2 separate regions of the Zea mays genome follow, and region 2 is linked to region 1. The links are chromatin contacts, called in public Hi-C maps. All regions are on one chromosome and are shown on one strand. Each heading gives the region's core, a stretch centred on a gene start, on an enhancer-like site or on the middle of the called end of the contact. The rest is flanking DNA. Distances are from core to core; before and after follow the strand shown.

The links. Hi-C and Micro-C count contacts between places; a contact is called where the count stands out from the background.
Region 2: a contact with region 1 is called in a Hi-C map of tassel, with 1.9 times the contacts expected there. The contact joins the promoter of LOC103641219 here to the enhancer-like site in region 1. A contact is called at or near these places in 4 of 25 Hi-C or Micro-C datasets (bundle sheath, ear, leaf and 1 more).

Annotation. Positions count from the first base shown.
Region 1 is chr10:73,951,369-73,956,017 of Zm-B73-REFERENCE-NAM-5.0, reverse strand. No RefSeq gene overlaps it. Among protein-coding and RNA genes, the nearest start is that of LOC103641219, 59 kb to the left of the region's middle. Within about 2 kb of position 2,372, at least 18 of the 20 cell types and tissues checked have an H3K27ac peak or open chromatin away from gene starts, as enhancers often do. A contact at or near this core is called in bundle sheath, ear, leaf and 1 more, where this site is marked.
Region 2 is chr10:74,010,097-74,014,736 of Zm-B73-REFERENCE-NAM-5.0, reverse strand. It overlaps LOC103641219 (cullin-3A), which reads left to right and starts at 1,732. Exons shown (of 2, transcript XM_035963397.1): 1 at 1,732-2,080.

The DNA.
Region 1 (4,649 bases), core at 1,123-3,622:
CAACAAAATCAACCGAAGGACCTCCCTACACTAACCACTCCCTTACTGCCATTGCCCCTTTCGGGTAAGGTAGTCATCCACTAGCTTTTCTAATTAGTCAGCCAAAGGCATCCCATACTACCCTTGTGGTAGCACTATTTTCCCGGGTGGTTCTCCATGTTCCCATTAACATAATGATCTTATCATGAACATAGTTAACATAACAAAATAATAGAAACATGGCTATAATGAAATATTAACCCAAAAACTATGTAAAGCAATAGCATAACTACCCAATGATTCAGGGGTAAACAAGGTAAAAAGATAAACAGTCTATGGTGACCTATTAGGTCCCATCAAAATTAAACCTATGCATGAATAGTGATAATACAGAATATTATTGGGTAACAAAAGTGGATCAAGGGCACAACTTGCCTGGCACTTGAGATTCCAGTTACCAGGGTGATTCTTTGGATCCTCGTGACCACACCGCTAGTCGTAGCAATACAATCATACATGGTATAGACAAAATTAACATCACACAAAACATAAGAACATACTGCATAATAATGATCTACGCGTTGCTATGAGATTGTGGGAACGAGAACCACTAAAATCAGAGTTACGGTAAGGAGTTATGATTTTATAGAGGATTTTTGTGATTCAAACGTTAAACTATATTATAAATTGGTTAATATAAATCATATAAGAGATTATTCTATAAATAATTATCTCAACTTTAATCTAAGTTATAAATTGACCATAGATCATATTCTAGTAGTCTATAATGATAAGTAGTTTAACTAGACTAACCAACATTAGTTAAATACAGATCTAATCATAAAATAATGAGACATAGTATAATAAATGTTGTTATTGCATAGTAAATATTTGTACGAGACTAACTTAACTTGAACGAGTCAAATCGGAATTAAAACGATAAAGTTATGAATTTCTGAAGGTTCTATGTGCTAGGTACTAGATTAATTAGGAGATTAATTTTAATATAGTTTTTATGTCAAAACAGAGACACTATGTGATAAACAACATTATTATAAAATTATAGGAACTAGAATAGATTAATTTGGACCTCATATGAATTTTTATGAATAAAATGAGTTTCTGGAATTATTTATATACTAGAAATCATTTTCTATAATTATTTATTTATTTTCACTGCTCCCTCGATCTCGCACACAAAAATAGAGAACAACAAGGGCCTAAATCACAATTTCTCTAAGATTCAGGCTCCTGTACACTGGACGGCGGGTTGATTCAGTAGTAATACAGGGGCTCTTTAACAAAATAGCCGGGCGAAAGGGTATCGAGGGTTTCTGACCGTTGGATCGTCAATCCGCGCCCTAGATTAGATCGGCGCGGCGGTGAAACGGTACGCGACGAGAACCGTTGGATGCAAATGCGACGGGGAGGATTTTATTATTCTGGATTTGATTCTATCCGTCCGATCTAGATCAACGGATCAGACCGAATCCTGCGAAAGGGTATGCGATCGTCTAATCTTAGCCCTTGAATTCTAGATCTCTAGCCCACGTTCTCTCTTCCTCCCTTCACGGTTGGAACAGCGGCGCCGCCGCCCCTATATGGCGGAACATCGCCGGCGACAGCCCAGACATTGATACGGTGCTTGATTCACTACGCAGGACCCATCTAAACACTCGAGGATCAAATCTAAACTATGAAAGGGGCTCATACCGGAAATCACGACGACGTGCGCGCAGAACCGGGCGTGGGGCGGACTAAGGCTCTCGTTGCACTCCGGCGAGCAATCCAGTCCTCTACCTCCACCGTCAGAGCCCGCCACCGCCACGGGTACGCTTGGTGTGATATTGCGAAGCTCCTAGGGTATGTGTCCCCGCCGATGTGAAGATGCGAACAAGTGATGGTGTGGCGTAGCTCCGCCAGGTTGAGCACACCACGGCGACCAATCCGGCTTACGCCCACTGCCCCAGATCTCACACCAACAACGCCCAGGTGAAGAGCGCCCACGCGACAACTGTCGGACGTTCCCAGGTGGCCAGCAACGACGTGTAGGATGGTGGACCGCGGCGGCGGTCGCGGTCGAGGTTACCGGCGCACGAGTCCTGGCTTTTCGGTGGTGGTGAGCTTCGATGGGATCCTAGGCGAGCGCGCAGATCGGTAATGGCTTGGTCCAAGGAGCGTGGCGGCACGCGATTTATACCCCCGACGACGGAGTCCAACCGGGGAGGCGGCCGCGAGATTGACGGCACAAGCAACACAACAACCATGGGGAAGATCTACAGCGGCAGGGGGTCCAGCTGACGTGTTGGGTTCACGGGCCAGCGACAGTGATGCCAGAGCCCATCCGTCGGTGACTTGGAAGCGCGTGGTCAAAACGGTGGAGGCTGACCTACGGCCCCACAAGTCAGTGGCAGGCGCGCGACGTGCACAAGATGCTTCGGGATGGGCCGCAGGAGGTAAGGAACTTGGCCGAATTCTAGTTCTGTGGCCTAGAACAGGTAGCAGGCTTCTTTCTTTTATTCTTTTCTTTTGTTATTTTCTATTTAGATTGGTATATCCTCAAATTGAATTTCAAATTCAAGTTTCAAATCCCAAATATAAAACTCATCCCACATTAAGATATAACATCTACTATTTGCATCAATATTATTTTCCTTTCCATAGTGTTTATTTTTCTTTCCTTCATTTCTCATTTATTTCCTTTTTGACTTTCAAAATTCTAATTCCAAATTCTAATTTAGGATATAGTTTAAGAATTCAAATTTAATACATACTCACAATCAATTATGGAGCAATAGATATATATTTATTTTAATTGATTTATTTGTTTGATAAATGTTTGAAATATGAGTCACACTCATATGGTTCCTTTCTTTTTAGGAAAATGGTATTTTCATTACGTGACATGAGTTTAAAATTACTTAAAAATTAAATATTCATGAAAGTGATTGCTTATGGTGCATCATTTCATGAAATGCATAATCATTTAGTTGTATAGAAAAAATTTCTATTACTCCTTTTCTAAAATAGTTCTTGGTTTTCAAGATTCTATCCTCAATTTTCAATACTCAAGTATAATTTGAGATATCTGAATTTACTATTTTTATTTCCTCATATATTTATTTTATTATTTTTTCTTATACACATTTTGGGCATTACAAATCCTACCCCCTTAACAGAAATCCCGTCCTCGAGATTTGTAAGGAAAGGGTGAATATTCATATTGTCTCAACACATATGCACGATAAAAAATCTCAGCATGATGCATACTTTATTAACAACACATGAGGTCAATTAGACCTTATTATTCCTCCTAAAATAGTATCATATCATCTACTAACTAAAGTAACATTTATATCTTACGAATAGTAGTAATTTATATATATATATATATATGTTTATGTAGCTTGGTGGAGCTGGTGGTGGTGGTGGAGGTTGTTGTTGTCGTTGTTTTTCCAACCGTGCTTGCCTTATTTCTTGACGTATGTCCAGCCGGTCCTAACGTATTTCCTCGCGTTCTTGTCTTATCTGATTTTGCAATTCGGTAACCATGTTTGCCATTTGTTGTATTAGCATCATTTGGGTGGCAACCACTTGGTCGATTCCAACCGGTGGAGGATCTGAAGGATTCATTTTGTTTGCTATTGCTTGATAATCTTCCCTTTCTGGCATTGACCATGAGAGTTAGAAGCATATGGCAAAATAGTTTTGCAAGGGAAATTATTTGGTCAGTAGAATGAATAGGCTAGTAACCGGTTATGATCTGAAGATTCTTCAGTAGGGTTTAATATTTGTTTTTTGTCAAGATTGGGATATCTAGTTGTATATGGTGAATGTCCAAAGGTAAGATAGAACCTATCAAGATGAGATAGATATGGGTGAGATAGACTCTATGATGTAGTTCAAAAGTATGTTTAATGTTAGGTGGGGATAGTCAGATTATACAATTCATCATGTTTCTACTGGTTGAGTTAAATCTTTTTGCTCTTGGTTGAGTTAGTTTGTTGCACTAATTTAGGTTTAAGTGCATGAGAGGAGAACAAGGTTTATAGGAGTAGGATCTAGTTTATTTCACTAGTGCTCACTTGTTAAATGACTCTCATTAGATTATATAATCCTATTTAAGAATATCATTTAGTTAAGAGTATCAAGCTGACCCTTTTCTTTATGAAATTCCAGTATATATATATATATATATTATACACCTGAAATTCTTTTTATGCCATTATCTAAGTTGGGATAACAACTGCGGGTACATGGAGTAGATAGGTTAAACAGAGTTTTACTTTGCTTTCGGGATAAATGGGTTGGGCAACCTATAACATAGGTGAGGTCGTGGTTTCACAGACGAGTTGGTCTAAGATACCCGTTTAGGTTTAAAACCCATTTATAAGAATATGGTTTAGTTAATACTTGTAACATATATTAGACCATATTAGATTAGGTAGGGTCTAGATTAGATTGGATATAACTGGATTAATCTTAGTTTAAGTTAGATAAACCTACCAGGGTAGATTAAATATTATTAGGACATGTTAGAACCTTTTGAGATATGACAAATTATATGGGTAGGTAAGTCAGAATCTCGGTTAGGTTAAAACAAAGGGGTTATGCAACCATCGGGTGGTTAAGGTAGTTGCATATGGTCAGGTTGGACTAAGACTCCAATT
Region 2 (4,640 bases), core at 483-2,982, 59 kb before region 1:
GCGTGTAACAAGTTCAACAACTCGTCGATCAAGCTGCTCATAGGATGTCGAGGCAGAGTCCTGATATTTAAGCTTCAGTCATCGCGCACATCATCTCCTTCAATTCTATCTGAGAGACACACTCATCGTCGTTAAGCTTAGGCCCCTTGTCCTTGTCCATTTGATTCTTTGGTCCTGTCATTGTTAGCACAAAACAGAGACAAAAAGGAAACAAACAATGTGAACCCTACAACTATCTCTTAGGGTGGTGGTGGTGGTGGAATACAAATTATAAAGCGTCTTACCCCGCTCTTACAACGTTCTTACCAGCACTGCAGGTGGCAAACGGTGACCGGTGTGACTGTCCAACGAACGTGGGTGTGATTGCAAAGGAGTACCTGTTCTGCTCGAGAGAAAACTGGAGTTCTGGGAAGGCTGACTATATATATGTATGTGTATATATATATATATATATGGGGCACACAAGTCAGTAACAGATAGCAATGCTGAATAAGTGTTCCAAGTACTCGTCCTAGTTGCTGGCCTAGAAAATGTAATAGAACAGTTGGACCAAAGCACAAGAAAGGAGGTACAAGTATCTAGTAGAAATGACAGTTATGTAAATAGAGCAGATTTTTTTAGCACTAGTAGAAATCAAAAGCGCGTTTCCAAAGGAGTACCAACAAAAGAGCTCGAAATATTCTGAATTTTTTATCACTGATCCAAAATCACAAAGGATGGAAGCACACAAAATTTCACTTGAAACAGAGTTGTATTGTGACCTAGAGAAATTCACAAAGGATCTCTGAAATTCCTGAAAACACTTAAACAATTTTTTTAATTATCTTCCCGATTTTTTTGAATTTTTTGACCGAACCAAACAGGCCGAACCTCGCCGTCCCTGCGCACGCACGGACCGTCTGACTCATCAGGCATGGGACCCGAGCCCTGTGCCAGATCGCGGACCGTCCGCGCCTGGGCAAAGAACACCGTCGTCAGTTCTCATCGCAGTGATTGGTGCCCGAATCAGCGCCAACAAGTTCATTCAAAATAAAAATAAATGATGGTTACACATGGAGGTTATGGGAATGGATTGTTCTCAGCTTCTGATTAATGTCGATGTATGTCGTTTGCTATCTCTTATGTCCCTTTTTTCTTCTTACCTTAGGGTGTGTTTGGTTGCGGAGTGGAGGAGAATAAAACGACTTCATTCATATTTTCTAGATGTCTGGTTTCCAATAAAAGAAGAGCGGAACAGCTCCTAGAATCTACGTATTAAAATTTACCATAAATAGTTGAAATGCTCCCACTCCACTAAAATGACCGGATGCGAGCACTTTTCTGGACACGAGCGCTCTCCTCCCTCTTCTCCCTCTACACTTATGTGACTATTCAACCAAACAAAGAACAACTCTACTCTATTTTCCTTTTCAACCAAATAAAAATAGAGTGACTCTATTCTGTCAAACGCAGAATAGAACGTCTTTATTCTCAAAAACTAGAATAGAGCCTAATCCTGGTGCATGCAGTTTACTGGCTCTTATGGTCTCGTTTTTTTCTTACTTACTCAATGGGGAATGATGATGTAGATGCAATATACTGTATTTTATATTAACTAATATATAATATTTATGTAAAATTTGAAATCCAATAATCGAATTTGACATTGCGTACAGGTTGCGCAGCATACACTAGTGTAATTTTTTTATCGAGCCCCTAAAAACCCTCCAAAAGACAATATAAAATGTGGTTACATGCCATCCTTTTCCAGCCCTTTCCGACTTTCCGTCACCTCCCTTCAGACAACGGAACCCTAGCCTGCTCCCCACTCCCCCACCAGACCACCACCTCGCCGGAACCCCGGCGCCTCGCCCGGAGCACGTGGTTATCGCCCCCCGTCGGCCGCGGCTGCGGTGTAGCGGAGAAAGATGATGAACGGCGGCGGCGGCCAGAAGAGGCGGAACTCGAAAATCATTCCCTACGAGTACCGCGTTGAGTCCGACCCCAAGTTCTTCGACAAGTCGTGGCGGAAGCTCCATGATGCCATCCGTGAGATCTACAACCACAACTCCATGAGCCTCTCCTTCGAGGAGCTCTACAGGTTAACATTGCGCGCCCGCCTCCGGTTCCCCGACTTTTCGGTTGCCGCCCTGTTCCATGCGCTTAGGTCGCGCTGTATGATCGCGGATGATTCGGATAGATAGCGGCCATGAATGGACTGATTGCTGTGCTGATTGCTGATATGTAATTTTCCATTTTTTAATTTATAGTCGATCCTCCTGTGGGCTTGTATGCATCTTAGATGATGACATGCGAATGTTTGTGAATAGATTGATCTTGATTCATATGTCTTATTATTAGTGTAGTAGGGCTTATCCTGTAACCATAATTTGTCAACATGATATTATGATCTTTTATTGTTGGTGCATGCTTGCTCATGTCCTTATTTTTGTGTGCTATTGAATTTTGGTAGTTGCTCGAAGCCTTTAGGCCATTTGCAGCGTCATTCTCTGGGTCTCGCCATTAAATGCTTAAACTATTGGAGATCTTGTTTTGATTCCTTGTTATGCAAGTAAGGAAATTCGGGTTTGGACGTTGGATGCTTCTGTTTTAACTTCTGGGCTACATATACATACCCCAGAGCTGAACCCTGTGGCGGACGCAGAACAAAATTCTAGGTGGGGCCGACAGTGCAAAAGACAAATTATCGGACTAGACTACTAGTTAAATGTAGATTGATGATAATAACATGAATGTTAAATGATAACATCTAGTTTTTACAAAATGATATGAATACCAAAAAAGACCTTTTTGGCTACCTAAAGGAGAGCTAGAGAGAGAAAATAGGTGGACTGGCTGAGGACGAGGCGTTGGGGTGGAGCAGCCGTATCGACGCGTAGTTGTGGTGAGTCATCGAATTTGACGTGAGATGGCGTCGGTGAGACGACGACAGGTGGGAGGAGCGAGTGCAGGAGGCGAGGTAGCGATAGATGACGGTGACGGCAAGCGACAACCATTGCCGTGTTGCAACGGCGTGGTGGGACCCTAATAAGTTAGCGAGGTATAGGTGATGCCACGGTCCCAACAACAGCTTGCCCATCTGCTGGTGTGGACTAGGAGGCAAAGTATCAGTGTTGTGTGCAGGATCGCGACGAGCTGACGAGTGATGAGAAGGCAAGGTGGCGCTGCAGTGGGTGGGTTAGGTCACCAACTTACTGGTCAGTCGATGACCGAAGAAGCGAGTGAGCCACGAGTGGGCTTGCGCTAGGGAAGAGAATCGAATGGCTCAGGTGGAGAGTGGACTGAGCAGTGAAGCATCGAGAGAAAAAACATCAAAACCTAGTTTTCATTAGATTTGTCCACACTTACTATACAAAAGTTTGTTTATTTCGCTGTATACCTAAAAAAAATGAGGTGGGGCCATGTCCCACCTTGCCCACCCCTTAGATCCGCCCCTGGCTGAACCGACGAGAACTGCCATCTAGACTTACATAAATATTATTTATTATCTAGAGAACTCCCTTAACAATCTTGTGCGTGTGTCCCTGTACTCCCTAATTTGTTGCCTTAGTTATATATATACACCTAATATGTCGTGGCATCCGTACTCCCTGCATAGTTGGCACCTAGCAGTCCAAGTAAATGGGTTGCACCATTCCCTTGTCTACTGATCTGAGGAGATGCCAGTATGGTGCTCCACCACTCTCCATGCATGGCTTGGTAGGATTGATCGAAATATATCTTTTTAGCATATATCTAATCTAATTTCTTACCTTGCAAGCTATTACTTAATACTTATTATTTTGTTTCCAGTGACTAACCATCTAATTGGTAGGTTCCTAGGAGTCCTGATGCATGCAACTAGGCTTTATGACTTTGTATACATGGCGACTATGATTAAACTAATACACATTAGCAATAACATGCCCACAAACGGAGCTGGATGTCATTTACTTTACAGAACAGATCCAGATTTCTGCCACACCCCGAACCATACAGAACAGAGCCAGATCTTGGTGATGAAGAGTGAGCTTTTCAGTCGACATTGAAGCATATATTGATGTTAGTTCCAACACTGAAGTTAGTCATTTCTTTCAGTTTAGGATCATGTAGGGCTGGAATGCCCTTTCTAAATTGGCATGCTAAGAAACATTAAGTTTGATGGAAATAAAAGAAACCATCAAACTTGTTCTGTGACTAATATTAGGATACCGTAGCAGAATGTGCACACATATGAAAATTTTGCAGCTCGTGAGGACTTGTGTGGAGGTCTATCAATAGCTTATTTCTCAGCATCAGATCCAGGTAACTATAAATGTTCTTAGGAAACCTGAAAACACAAGATGAACCTGTTTAGTTAAATTTTGGCTACTGTTTGCTTCTGTTTAGTTTGGAAGGTTGTTGCTTTTGGATAATTGACATTCATTTCTCATACCCTATCTCTTCAGCAATTCTTTCTTCTTTTGGCAAACAGTCATAAGCTATGGTACCATACTACCATATCTATAATTTATTTTACCATTTATGACGGCATACTTTTTAGCATGTTGCAGCCTTTAAATTTCCAAAATGTATGTGAATACATCAGTGGTGCAATAGATAAGTCTGTGCATGCATCGAGGTTATGGTACAACTCAATCGAACTTGTACTTCATGTATCG